Regions from separate parts of the Zea mays genome. Here region 1 is linked to region 2. Evidence: chromatin contacts called from public Hi-C data. All regions are on one chromosome and are shown on one strand. The core of a region is the stretch at or near the end of the contact, and the rest is flanking DNA. Distances in the headings are between cores, read along the strand shown. Region 1 has its middle 17 kb from the start of ms23. Region 2 holds the start of LOC100273199.

Region 1 (6,581 bases), core at 1,071-3,570, 160 kb after region 2:
ACTATGTTGTCCATCGTCAAGCATGGGGACCTTATGGTCGTTGCCAACGTCGGCGACTCTCGGGTTGTTCTGGGCACTGCATCCAATGACGGCACCATCATGTCGTCCAGCTCATCGTCCATCTGAAGCCCAACCTACCATGTAAGTCCCTACTGCCGACCATGAATTCTTGTGCACTGGGACGACGATTGTTGCTGACGTTGTGCGAGCGACCTCGAACATGATGTATGTAGAGGAGTAGCCCGTCTGGTGGTGTAACGACCAGGTGTACTACCTTGCTGATGAGCCCGAGGTGCACTTCGTCTGGCAGCCCAGCCAAGAGTCATGGGTACTCGTCATGTCGCGCGCATTCGATGACTATTATATCATGGACTATGACGTCATCTCGGCGCCGGAAGTAACACAGAGGAGGACCGACAACAATGATCAGTTCGTCATCCTCGCCACCGTCTGGTAGATTTTGCACTGGTCTGCCTTTAATTCTCTTCGCAAACACACACTTGCTTTTTTGTTTGAGCAAGCACGTATGGTGGTGCATGCCTGATGACTGACGATGTACGAGGGAACTTCTTCCGACAGGCGTGGGACGTACTCTTCAATGATGAGACCATGAAAATTGTGGCATATATCGAAGTGTGCATGATACTGATGGTTGCAATTTAGTGGTGAAACAGCTAGATTAAAATAACGAAATTTATGTATGGCCATGATCACAAATGGATTATGAAACATTTTCTCATAATAGTATAACACACATTGTGTATATAAGTTACTATGGTATTATATGCACCTATTGCAACGCACGGGCACTCACCTAATCAAATAAAAATAGGGAAATCTTTAATACTCTCGTACCAGTTTTAAAAAACCATTTTAAAACAACAAACTAAAGATAGGTTTCATTCACTGATACAGAGAAGCTCTATATAGGCGGTCGGGCTAAGAAAACCGCCAGTGAATAACAATTTTCACTGGTGGTCGAGGTAATAAAACCGCTAGTGAAAATCTTTTCTAGGAAACATAAAATATGTTTAAAAATTGCAAAAAATATTTTTATTAGGGCAGGGCCTGACCGCCTTATTTCAAAATTTTACGGCTACACAGCTGGTGAGGAATCGAACCGACAACCTCACCCTCACGCAAAATCTCCACTACCATTCCACCTATAACGTGTCTTGATATATTGTAGTCTGGTTGAAGTATAAATAGATAAAATTTGAGGCTGTAAACGAATTCATCCGAGGTTGTTTGCAAAATTTTCATTTAGAATTTAACAAATTCAAATGCAATTTCTGAAAGCTGGGATGATTTCAAATAAAAAAGTTGTCAACTACAAAGTTTTATAACATTTCAAGATCTACAACCTTTATGTTGCTAGTTTTATCATCCGAGGTGGTTTAAAAAACTCAAAAAATAAGGATAAAAATGATTTCTAGTGGTGACTGCTTAAGAAAATCATAGCTAGAAATCATGTATTTCTATTTCTACATGCGTCTATAGAAATATGATTTGTAGTGGTTTTTTTTAATGCATCGTCACTAAAAATAGTACTAGCGATTGATAATTGAATCCTTATGTAAAAATAAAATCTTACGTAGGCTTTGATCTTTTTCTACTAGTGAATATGCTAGACAGCTTGAGGATGAGGTAATATATTGAACGATCGGCGACAAGACAGGGTTCTCATATTTGCTTTGTTCTTCTTTACAAATTTTCTCAATAGCAATAGACGGGTACTTTTCAACTAAAAATGTCCTGTTTGAGAAAAAAATATTTTATCTTCAGTGCCCTATTTTAAAATTTAGAATGCAACTCATAAAAAACAGCTTCAACTGTACCTATTTTACAGTTTAACGGTTGTAGCTTAATTTATTTCAAGTCCCTAAATACTTTAAATAATATAGTATTGTTTTTAGGGCATTATTTCGAGGTATTTTATTGGAGATTCTCTTAAGAGAAAAATATTGTATTCAAGAAAATTAAAATGTTTCAACTTCATGAGAAAAATATGTTAGTTCAAAGGTAAATTATGGATAAGGATAGACTGAGTCATCACCTTGTTACAGCAGGAAGATTGAATTTTTTATGTCGGCCAACCAGGTAACGAAACCTATGGTTCTGCCAAGACTTTCCAAAAGCTTGCCTATAAAGATCAGTAAGTTCAGGACAAATACTGATGGCCACCGTTATTTCTGGCCGTCGAGAATGACTGATAGACGGTGTAGTGTATAATTTTAACTAAAATTCCAAATTAGCGAATGAGATGACGTGGGCCAAGCTTTCTATATAAACTTTGGATCGCCCAACCTGGGTCAAGCGGAGCGCTGATGGGCTGAATTTGGCCCGCTGTTCCACCTTCAAACCGAGATTCGATGTCATTTTACCTGTCTGTCATCCGAATGATTTTGCATTGTTGAGTTTTCGTTCAAGTATTGCACCAATAGGAAAGAGACGCATCACAAAATAAATAAGATAGAAGACAACAATAAATTAAATTACATAAAATTTGCAACTCAAAATAACAACAAGCAACCTAAATAAAAGAGCACTATATATAAATATTAACAAGGAAAATTAATTAGATTTTGTTCAACACTAATCCCTTACATGTTGTAATATACTAGTAATTAGCGCGCACCCAGCTCGCGTAGAAAACATTTTGATAATATAAATGATAACAGAAATATAACTAAACTACCAAGATTCGCTAAGAGATTGATGTTGCATAGATGACCATGGGCGTCATCGAGCTATTAGAGAAGCAGATAGAATTGTTAATTACACAGATTATATTAATGCATTAAACTTAATTATGTTTAGAGAATCTATAAAGTAAAAATAAACAACAATGTTGCTTTTGGTAAATAAGCAGAAAGATGGAAATTAAAACCTTTACCATATTGATAAGAAAACTATAGCTAAGGAATCAAGATGAAGGAGACTGATGTAAAATAGTTTAAATGCATATTTAATGTGTCACAGATTTTATTACGTAGATTTTATTAATGCATTGAACTTAACTATGTCTATAGGTGCATGAACCTGTATACCTATAAAGTAAAAATGGACAGCAATATTGGTTTTGGTAATTAGGCAGAAAGATGAAAATTAAAACATTTACCATATTTGGCCATTCCATCTCACATATTTTCTGTAGGTGCAGTAAATGGGTTCTATAATGCTTCAGCGAATAAGTAGAAAGATCGAACAGAATGACTGAAAAATGCTCGCACATAGTTCAGCTCAAATTAACATGAAGATTGATACAGCAAATAAGCAGAAAGATGTAATTTAAAATATGTAGCACATTTGTCCTTACCATTTCAGTAATTTAACTGGAAAATGGAATAACGACCTCATATTAGTGAGCATGAACTTAAAAAATTGTGTATGTGTAGATGCATAACAGGTTAGGAGATTATATATGTTGCCGAATGTAAGGCATGTAAGGCATGTTTGGTTTGCTTCTTAATTTATCAACTCGTCGTCCACTCCTACTCTGTATAGGTGCGAGCAAGAAGCACGGGCTCGAGTCCAGCTATACGACCTCGGCATGACAGCTCACAACATCGCATACAGCAACTCGAGGTTAGTGCTTCTATAACTCGTCATTTTTTGAGTTATATACCTTCTCTTTGAGTTACTATAACATTGACTTGGAATATTACAGACCCAGCTAGAAGAAGAGAGGAGGGAACGTCAAGAGATGGAGGCGAGGATGATGACGGAGCAGGAGGCGGAGCGGGAGGCCCGCCTGGTAGATCAGCAGAGGATGACAGAGATGTTCCAATACATGCACAGGATTTCGACCCACCACCTCCATTGTTCCCTATAGTTGACCCTGCTTTTTTCCATACTCCTGTGAGTATCAAAATTGTAGTTATATATTGGTAATGCATCTGGTATAACACATGCAATCTCTTCTCTGTACAGGGCCAATCTGGGGTGGCATCCAACAACCCTCATGAATCGTCCAGCCCATCGCTGCACCAGTCCAGCCGCCCACCTCGATGAGAGTTATGTTCTTAGTGCTGAGACTTCAGAACTTGTGTTGGATACTTATGTTTGTGTTGGATACTTATGTCAGAGCTTGATACTTATGAGACTTATGTTCTTGATACTTATGTTTGTGTTGAGAACTTGGATATTTATGTTTGTATTGGATATTTATATATGTGATGATATCTGTGATGTATATATGTGATATATGTGATGTATATGTGGTATATTTTGTTTGTTTGGATGGAATAGAAAAAACAAATAAAAAGGTGTATACTGGTCACTTTGTCGAGTGTTACACTCGGCAAAGAGGTGCTTTGCCGAGTGTCAGGGTCATAGCACTCGGTAGAGAAGCAATACCTGGGCACCAATATAGCTTCTTTGCCGAGTGTTGTGGCCCTGGCACTCGGCAAAGATGCACGCTTTGCCGAGTGCCTCACAGAGCACTCGACAAAGAACCTGACAAAGGGACCCGCTGGTGGATCCTTTGCCGAGTGCAGGTCGGTAGACACTCGGCAAAGCCGTCGTCTCCGTTACCGGCGCGGTGACGGCCGCTTTTCTTTGCCGAGTACCGACTTGTCGAGTGCCCGATTGTTGGAAACCAAAAAGTGACGCGCGGACGGTCCGGCCCTGAGGCCGGACGGTTCGCGCGTGCCCAGAGTCAGTTAGGGTTCCTAGTTTCTCGCGGGATTTGTTACCTAAAACCGCGGGATTAACTCGGAAATCAGTTTGAAGCGGATCCAGACCTCCCCCTTTATATAGATGAAGGGCTACGACCGATTAAACCCCCGAACAATCGATCAAATCAAGTCTATTTCTCGTTTTTACCTTATACATTAGGAGTAGCTCTAGTTTAGTTCTAATTTAGTATCCCAATCCTCAAATTCTCCGCTTCTCTTCAACTCTACGTCGATTAGAGGAGTCTAGGTCGGCCTGCCGAGCCTAGACAACACCTAGGATCTCTCCTCCCCGACGGGGTCCCTCCCGGGAGCGAGATCCAGGCGCCGCCGGTGACCTTTGCCGCCCCTGCGCACGCGCAGACCGTCCGGCCGTCAAGCAGGGAACGCCAGCCCCTGTACCAGGTTGCGGACCGTCTGGCCCCTGGTCGCGGACTGTCCGCGCCTCTACAGAGGGCACCACCGCCGGTTCTCACGCAGTGTTTGGCGCTCGAAAAGGTGTCAACATACTTTTGGCGACTCCGCTGGGGAAGGTGTTTAGATCTACTAAAAATCAGGTCCTCAAATGGCCGGTTCTAAAGATCACACCGATATTTCTCCGGACAATATCCTAAAGTCGGATGTTGAAAGTTTGACGACCGATGAGCAACAGCAATACGAGGACTACATACGTCAAGCGAAGGAGAAATTCTTATCACAATACACGGTGGATCGCCACCAGAAAGTTGTCAAACATAGAGAGACTGACGTCGCATCTCTTCTATCTTCGCTTCAAATCCCCAACATAAGTAAACCCGACGACATCCAATCTATTAAACAGTATGTAGATCATCAGCAGAATCAAATGAAACAACAGATTGGAGGGTTAGAAGAGTCAATTAGAAAATTAACGCATACGTTGGAGAAGTCTGTTGCTCCTAGTTTTCCATCATATGAGACTAGTAACAGGATATCTATGTCTAATACATCGGCAACAAATAGGGATTTGCAGCGCCAACTATTGTATGGTATGCCGATGAACTCATATCCAGGGCAAGTACCACCACCGCCATCCCTGCTTGGCAGATCGGCGCCCCTGAACACGGTCGGACCGTCCGAGCTTCTGCCCGGACCATCTTGCCCATACGCGGACTGTCCGGCTTGCTCTGCCGGACAGTCCGGGGCCGCCCTAGGACCGCCGCCATCCCTGCTTGGTAGATCGGTGACCCTGGACGCGGTCGGACCATCCGAGCTCCTACCTAGACCGTCCGACCCTTACACGGACCGTCCGGCTTTCTATGCTAGACAGTCCGGGGCTGTACCAGGACTATCGCGTGGTGCCCCAATAATGGCGAACACGACCGACCAGTTCGGATGTACCACCGTACAAACCGGATACACATATGCAGAACCTGCTGTTGCACACCATGAACCAAATTATTACACACCACAACAGCGGTATGTTTCGCCCTCTACATATTTAAACCATAATGCACCATACAATCATAGACCGATCAACACTATCGATCGGTCACGGCAAGAAGGTCGGTATACTAATACCCGACCAAATGAGCCCCACAGCCCAGGATCCGGTGGTCTGCCACCGGGTGCAATGGAAAAAATTAGGGAAGAGATGACTGAACTATTTCGAGATAAGTTCGGAGTTAGTGTAGCCAGAGTAGGGCAATCATACCAAAAGTCGTATAATCACCGGTTTGACACTGTCCCATATCCACAAGGGGCAAGGATACCAGAATTTTCTAAGTTTTCTGGTGAGAATGGGAGAAGCACATACGAACACATAGGCCAGTTCCTAGCACACCTAGACGAATTGGCTGATGGAGAAGCATTTCGTGTTCGATTATTTTCTTTATCCCTTACTGGTACCGCTTTTGCATGGTACGCCGCCCTGCCTCCTAATTCCAT
Region 2 (6,270 bases), core at 403-2,902:
CCAAATTGAGTGAGAGAACTGTCCAAACATAGGTTAAGGTTGTAAGGCATATATTTCCACCATACAGTTGCTAAAAAGTTGGAATCTAAAGAATTCAAAACAATAAATCACCTTTTAAACCACAAATGACGTTTCTATGATTTTGGGGGCACTTTATTCGCAAGAGAGGGTATTAGAGTGCAACTATTGGATGAAGACGTTATTGGGCTAGCTTATGACTTTTTTGTGATACTAGGTTTCCAATAATCCGCTCTATTCAAGACATACCTAGATGGTGTTTATGTCCACTCCAGTAAAACACCATACATCAGTATGCCACATCGTTTCTCAAAATAAAATAAAGACCATGGGAAATTTAGCCAAATTGTGTGAGAGAACTATCCAAACATAAGTTAAGGTTTTATGGCACCTTTTTCCACCATGTAGTTGCTAAAAAGTTGGAATATAAAAAATTCAAAGCAATAGATCACCTTTAAACCACAAATGACGTTTCTATGATTTTGGGGGCACTGTATTCGCACGAGAGGGTATTAGAGTACAACTAGTGGATGAAGACTTTATTGGGCAAGCTAATGACCTTTCGTGATACCAGGTTTCCTATAATCTCCTCTATTCAAGGCATACCTTAGACGATGTTTATGTCCAAACAAGGTTATATGGCACCATTTTCCACCATACAGTTGATAAAAAGTTGGAATATAAAGAATTCAAAACAATAGATCACCTTTGAAACTTAAAATAGTGTTTCTATGATATTGAGGGCATTGTATTCGCACAAGAGGGTATTAGTGTACAACTAATGGATGAAGACATTATTGTGCTAGCTAATGACCTTTCGTGATACCAGTTTTCTAATAATCCTCTCTATTCAAGGCATAACTAGACGGTGTTTATGCCACATCATTTCTCAAAATAAAATAAAGACCATAAAAAATTTAGCCAAATTGCGTGAGAGAACTGTCCAAACATAGGTTAAGGAATTTGAGATAGACTTATATCTAAACTATGGAAAGTGGTGGAATGTTAAATTCCAAACTAAATATGCTACCATATTAAGTAAGTTCCAATTCCTTTAAAACGAAGGATACAAACAACACCTAATAGTTATCTAGTTAATTCCGCTATCAAATTTTTAACCATTAGCTATTAGCTCTAGTACATTCAATTTCAATGGCTGCCTAAATAACTATCAAAACAACATCCACTAGTCCATGTAATTCCGTCAAATTCAGATAATGAACCTGGAAATTACTAAGAAACTAAGTTTCCTAAAACGGGCTCTCTGGAAATTCAGATAAATAATCTATATGTTGTTTTATTGTTAGTAATAATTGATAAAAGGAAAACCAAAACGGGCTCTCTGGTCTCCGTTTCCCACACGCCAAAGGTGTGAAAAGCACGCATCATCGCTTATTCTGCCCTAGCCAAAACGAGGCCGGCGACCACCCTCCCCCCGCGCACGCGTGGCGGTAGCCCTGTACTCCTGCCCGCGCACGGTACCTAGGCTCCGCCCCCGCAACAGCCACCTGCCGGTCACAGAGCCGCGTCGCCCACCGGCAGCCGCCGTCCTCTCGCGTCTTACCCCACGCGCGAATAAATAATAAACACCTCTCTGCTTCTCCGCCACTTCTTTCTTGTTCGGATCGGGTCAGGTCAGTGCTCCGTGTTGCGTTTTCTTAAGAACACGAAAAAAAAAGAGGGGAGAGTTTCTTTCGGGTCCTCTTTTTCTTTGATTGTCGAAAGGCCGCTCCTTTAGGAGATTTGCGCGCTTCTCGTCGAGATTAGCCGCCGGTGCTCGGATCGATCTGTTTGCGGTGGAGGAATTTTGAGGCCAAGAAGAGAGTTGGAATCGGATCGGGAGTTCTTGTGGTCACAGGGTGCGAAAAAAGCGAGTGATTTTTGGGAGGATTTCTTGTTGGGAAAAAATCGGTTGTTCAGCGGATTAGAGGCGGAGATGGGAGCCGGGGCTGAGGTCATGCATCAGGTCGTGCCGCTGCTGGAGCCGCCGCTCCACCGGTGCGTCGTTAAGAGCGTCGATGTCATGGAGGAGGTGGTTGCCGTGGCGCCTGGGCAGGTGCAGCCAGCGACGTCGCCGAAGGCGCTGTTGGAGGTTGCCGTAGAGGTGCCCGATCTGGTGAGTTTTCGGTTTCAGCTTCTATTGGATTATTGTTGCGGTTTAGTCAAATTTTACTTGGACCACACAAAGAGTATTATTTGCTCTGATTTCTTGAGTACGACAAGTCGATAATATAGTGAATTGCATGAATTAACTTAAATTTCCAGGGACAGGGTTTTCTTTCCTTTTATTATTATTTTTGGTTGCTGTTTCTGTTTGTTCATATCCATTTGTGTAGGATACATATTGATAAGTTGCATATTTTAAATGCTTAGCACATAGCCTTCTCCTAAAATTATTGCTGAAGCTGTCTAATTCGCCATCTCATGACGTATTTGCTGGCTTGGTCTTCGGAATTGGTTTATTGTGCTGCCTAATCAATTGATTGTTATCATTCAGAAAGAAAAAGAATAGTTGTTTGGTCAATTGAATATGTCATAGTTGGGTGGATCATAATTAAAAAAACAAAAGATAACTTTAGGATGTGTTTTGTGTTAACTACACATATCAGATAACCAAAATTTAGGTTTATCACATTATGTATATGACTACAAGACAGCAGCATAGCTAACAGTGTCATAGTTGGCGGATCATAATTTTAAAAAAAACAGAACTTTTATGATGTTGTGTTAACTACACATATCAGAGAACCAAATTTTAGGCTTGTCGCATTATGTATATAACTACAAGACGGCAGCATAGCTAACAATTTTCTGCTTGGCGCAGGAGTTGAAGAGATCTTCTAATGCTGGGAGTAGTGTATCTGCAGAACAACTGCAGTTTGTCCCTATCATTCGATCTGGTAGCTTTGCTGATATTGGACCTAGGCGGTTCATGGAAGATGAGCATATTAGAATTGATGATCTTTCTGGTCATCTTGGCTCACTGTTGATGGTCTCTGCGCCTAGCGCGTTCTACGGGGTATGTACTTTGAATGATGTTAGGCTTATTACGATCATAAATTTATAATCTGAGTTTCTGAACCCTATTGAATTGGTTGTTCTTTTAACATCTATTTAGGTGTTTGACGGTCATGGGGGTTCAGATGCAGCAGCCTACATGAAAACACATGCAATGAGGTTGTTCTTTGAAGATGCTGACTTCCCTCAAGCATCACAAGAGGATAAAATATTTGCTGAATCTGTTGAGGATTCGGTCCGCAGAGCTTTCTTGCGGGCTGACCTTGCACTTGCTGATGATTCAGTCATCAACCGTTCTTCTGGCACCACAGCGCTGACAGCATTGGTCCTTGGGAGGTAATTTAAAAACAGAACCCAGTTCTCTACAGATCATAATGGTTGTTTCAGTGCTGTGATGTGATAAAAACCAATCTAATCTTTGGTTCCTATCTTGCAGGCAACTGTTGGTAGCAAACGCTGGGGACTGCCGCGCCGTCCTGTGTAGGAAAGGGACAGCGGTGGAGGTGTCAAAGGATCACAGGCCGACATACGACGCAGAGCGTCAAAGGGTTATCGAGTGCGGTGGATACATCGAAGATGGGTACCTCAACGGCGTACTCTCTGTGACCCGGGCTTTAGGGGACTGGGACATGAAGCTGCCCCAAGGCTCTCCGTCGCCCCTTATCGCAGAGCCAGAGATCCACTGGACCACCCTGACGGAAGACGACGAGTTCCTCATCATCGGCTGCGATGGGATATGGGATGTGATGAGCAGCCAGCACGCGGTGAGCACGGTCCGCAAGGGCCTCCGGAGGCACGATGACCCCGGGCGGAGTGCCCAGGAGCTCGCCATGGAGGCGAAGAGGCTCGAGACCTTCGACAACCTCACCGTGATCGTTGTCTGCTTTGTCCCCGACCTCGCCGGGGGCTCGGCTACGCCCTCGGAGCAGGTGCCGGCTGGAAGGATCAGGTGCCGCAAGAGCTTGTCGCCAGAGGCACTCTGCAAGCTGAGGAGATGGCTCGAGTCTGACCAGTAGACGCTTCTATCTGTAGAGGCCAGCGCCAGCCTGTGTTTCTGTGCTGTGGCTGTGTAAATATTGGCGCTGATGGTGTTCCGTCTAGTACGGCTGTGCTTACACGGCCAGCAATTTTGTAGCTGAGAGAGAGTTCCCCCCACCGCCGCTGCCGCTTTTGTTTCACACCGTTTTGTACTTTTGTGGGATGTACATACCATTACCATTGTTGCTCGGTTCGGCTCAGTTTGGCAGAGAGAATAACTACTCTAGTTCGCTACCACCGTTGCCTTGCCTGATGCGATGAAGATTTTATCAAACTCATCTGGCTGGTTGCCGTCAACGAGAAGGAACAAATAATCCAGCGCCGCCGCGTTGTTTGACCATAATAGAACAGGGAGAATAAATCCGGCTCAATCGGGAGAGCAACAGTAACACCGGCTGACCTCATCAACGATTACATAGCCTCGGTGCCCCAATCCCGTCAATTTCAGGTTGACCAGCCAGCCAGCCAGCCACAAACAACCATAGAAACCATTCCACCACCAAAACCACTCTGAGCCATAAGGAAACCGACGTGAAGACCGTCAAAATCAACTTCGGTCGGCCTTCCAGGAGCGTCTTCTCCTACAATAAAACCAAACTTTCTTATATGCATCTACGGTTTTGATTGAAGTGTTGTTATCCCTACCCGTAAACACTTATGCAACTTAGGCAGGGGCAGAGCCTGGATTAGAGTAATACTAATAGGGGAGCAATTAATCAATACTATAAGACGAAAAAAATACCATATGATCTATATATATGCATATAACAATTTGCATATAAGCATAGATAATAAGCTAATCAAGTAAACTTGCACCATATACAGCGACAAAAGCTATGTCGCTTAAGAGCTTAAGCGATCTTCTAACTCTTAGGCCCTGTTTGGGAACAAAGTTTTTGAAAACTACAGTTTTTGAAATACTATACTATACTTTAGTTATGACAATACCGTAGTTTATAATACCGCAGTTTTGAAAACTGAGGTCCAGAGCTAAGTTTAGAATGCCTTAAAACAACTATAGTATTTGCAATACTTCAGTTTTGAAAACAGAGATTTTACCCAGCTTGCCAAACACCATTATGTATATAATACTGCAGTATTTGAGAATACTGCAGTATTCTTCCAAAACTGCAGAAAAACTTTGTTCCCAAACACCCCCTTAGTTGTTGATCAACTGCTGTATTAAACACATATACTTTATAATGATGTAGAGTTATGGTGTTATCAAGTTTCTTTCTAGACTTAGTCACATCAGACCTCAACATGGAATAAGAAATTGCCCTACTCCGTGAGTTTATTTTCTAGCTAATTGATTTACTAAACTAAAATTGCAGTGCAGAAACAATACGAAAATAATAGACAAGCCATCTTGATGAACGGCCGATTGATGAGATTCAACTTTTATATAATGACTCTATTATTCATGAGGCAACTTACGAATTTTTAAGAGAACTCAAAATTTCAACGAGCCCCGAGAATTCATGAAAATCTGTCCATTTGTGTAGGTACTCGACAAATTCGTCGCGCACACGACAAATATCAAGTGATAACTTTAGCTAAAATCCGTTGGTTTTGTTATTAGCAATGAATCTAATATTTTAGAAAATATGTCAGTTTTTTTGCTTGGACAAACAATTTTATTTTCATCCACAAAAAACTATCGAATCCATACGGTGTTTTATATATATATATATATATATATATATATATATATATATATATATATATATATATATATATATATATATATATATATATATATATATATATGGGTGGGTATATTGGAGCCCAGTGCTTTCAATAGTTAGAGAAAGTCTTGACCGACCACCCATACGATATGGCTGGACCGCGTCAGCGCGCCACCCACACCCCACGCCACACTGTCGGGTGCGCCCTCCCGCCATGCACCAGGTCATACCTCCCCACACGTGCCAATTAAACTCCTAGTCCAACACCCAACCCCTCGCGTGGGACACACGTCATAAATTGTTTTTTGTGTAAATAGCGTAAATAGTTCACAGAAATAATGTAAATAGTTCATAGAGATAGCATAAACCCCCAACCACTAGACCACGTCCACACGCGCAGGTGCATGCATGCAGATCTTATTTTTATGATAGATCTGATAATTATGGTAGATCATGTGAGTTTCCATTGCATGTGCGCAAACTAGGATGACATTTTTGTTTCCACCAC

Evidence for each region. A called contact is a pair of places that touch in the nucleus more often than the background predicts.
Region 1: a contact with region 2 is called in a Hi-C map of an unstated tissue, with 2.4 times the contacts expected there. The contact joins the enhancer-like site here to the promoter of LOC100273199 in region 2. A contact is called at or near these places in 2 of 25 Hi-C or Micro-C datasets (tassel and an unstated tissue).

Annotation. Positions count from the first base shown.
Region 1 is chr8:422,176-428,756 of Zm-B73-REFERENCE-NAM-5.0, forward strand. No RefSeq gene overlaps it. Among protein-coding and RNA genes, the nearest start is that of ms23, 17 kb to the right of the region's middle. Within about 2 kb of position 2,321, at least 6 of the 20 cell types and tissues checked have an H3K27ac peak or open chromatin away from gene starts, as enhancers often do. A contact at or near this core is called in tassel, where this site is marked.
Region 2 is chr8:262,068-268,337 of Zm-B73-REFERENCE-NAM-5.0, forward strand. LOC100273199 reads left to right here and starts at 1,653. Exons shown (of 4, transcript NM_001147643.1): 1 at 1,653-2,134; 2 at 2,843-3,037; 3 at 3,137-3,372; 4 at 3,473-4,213. The coding sequence starts at 1,955. The coding sequence ends at 4,052.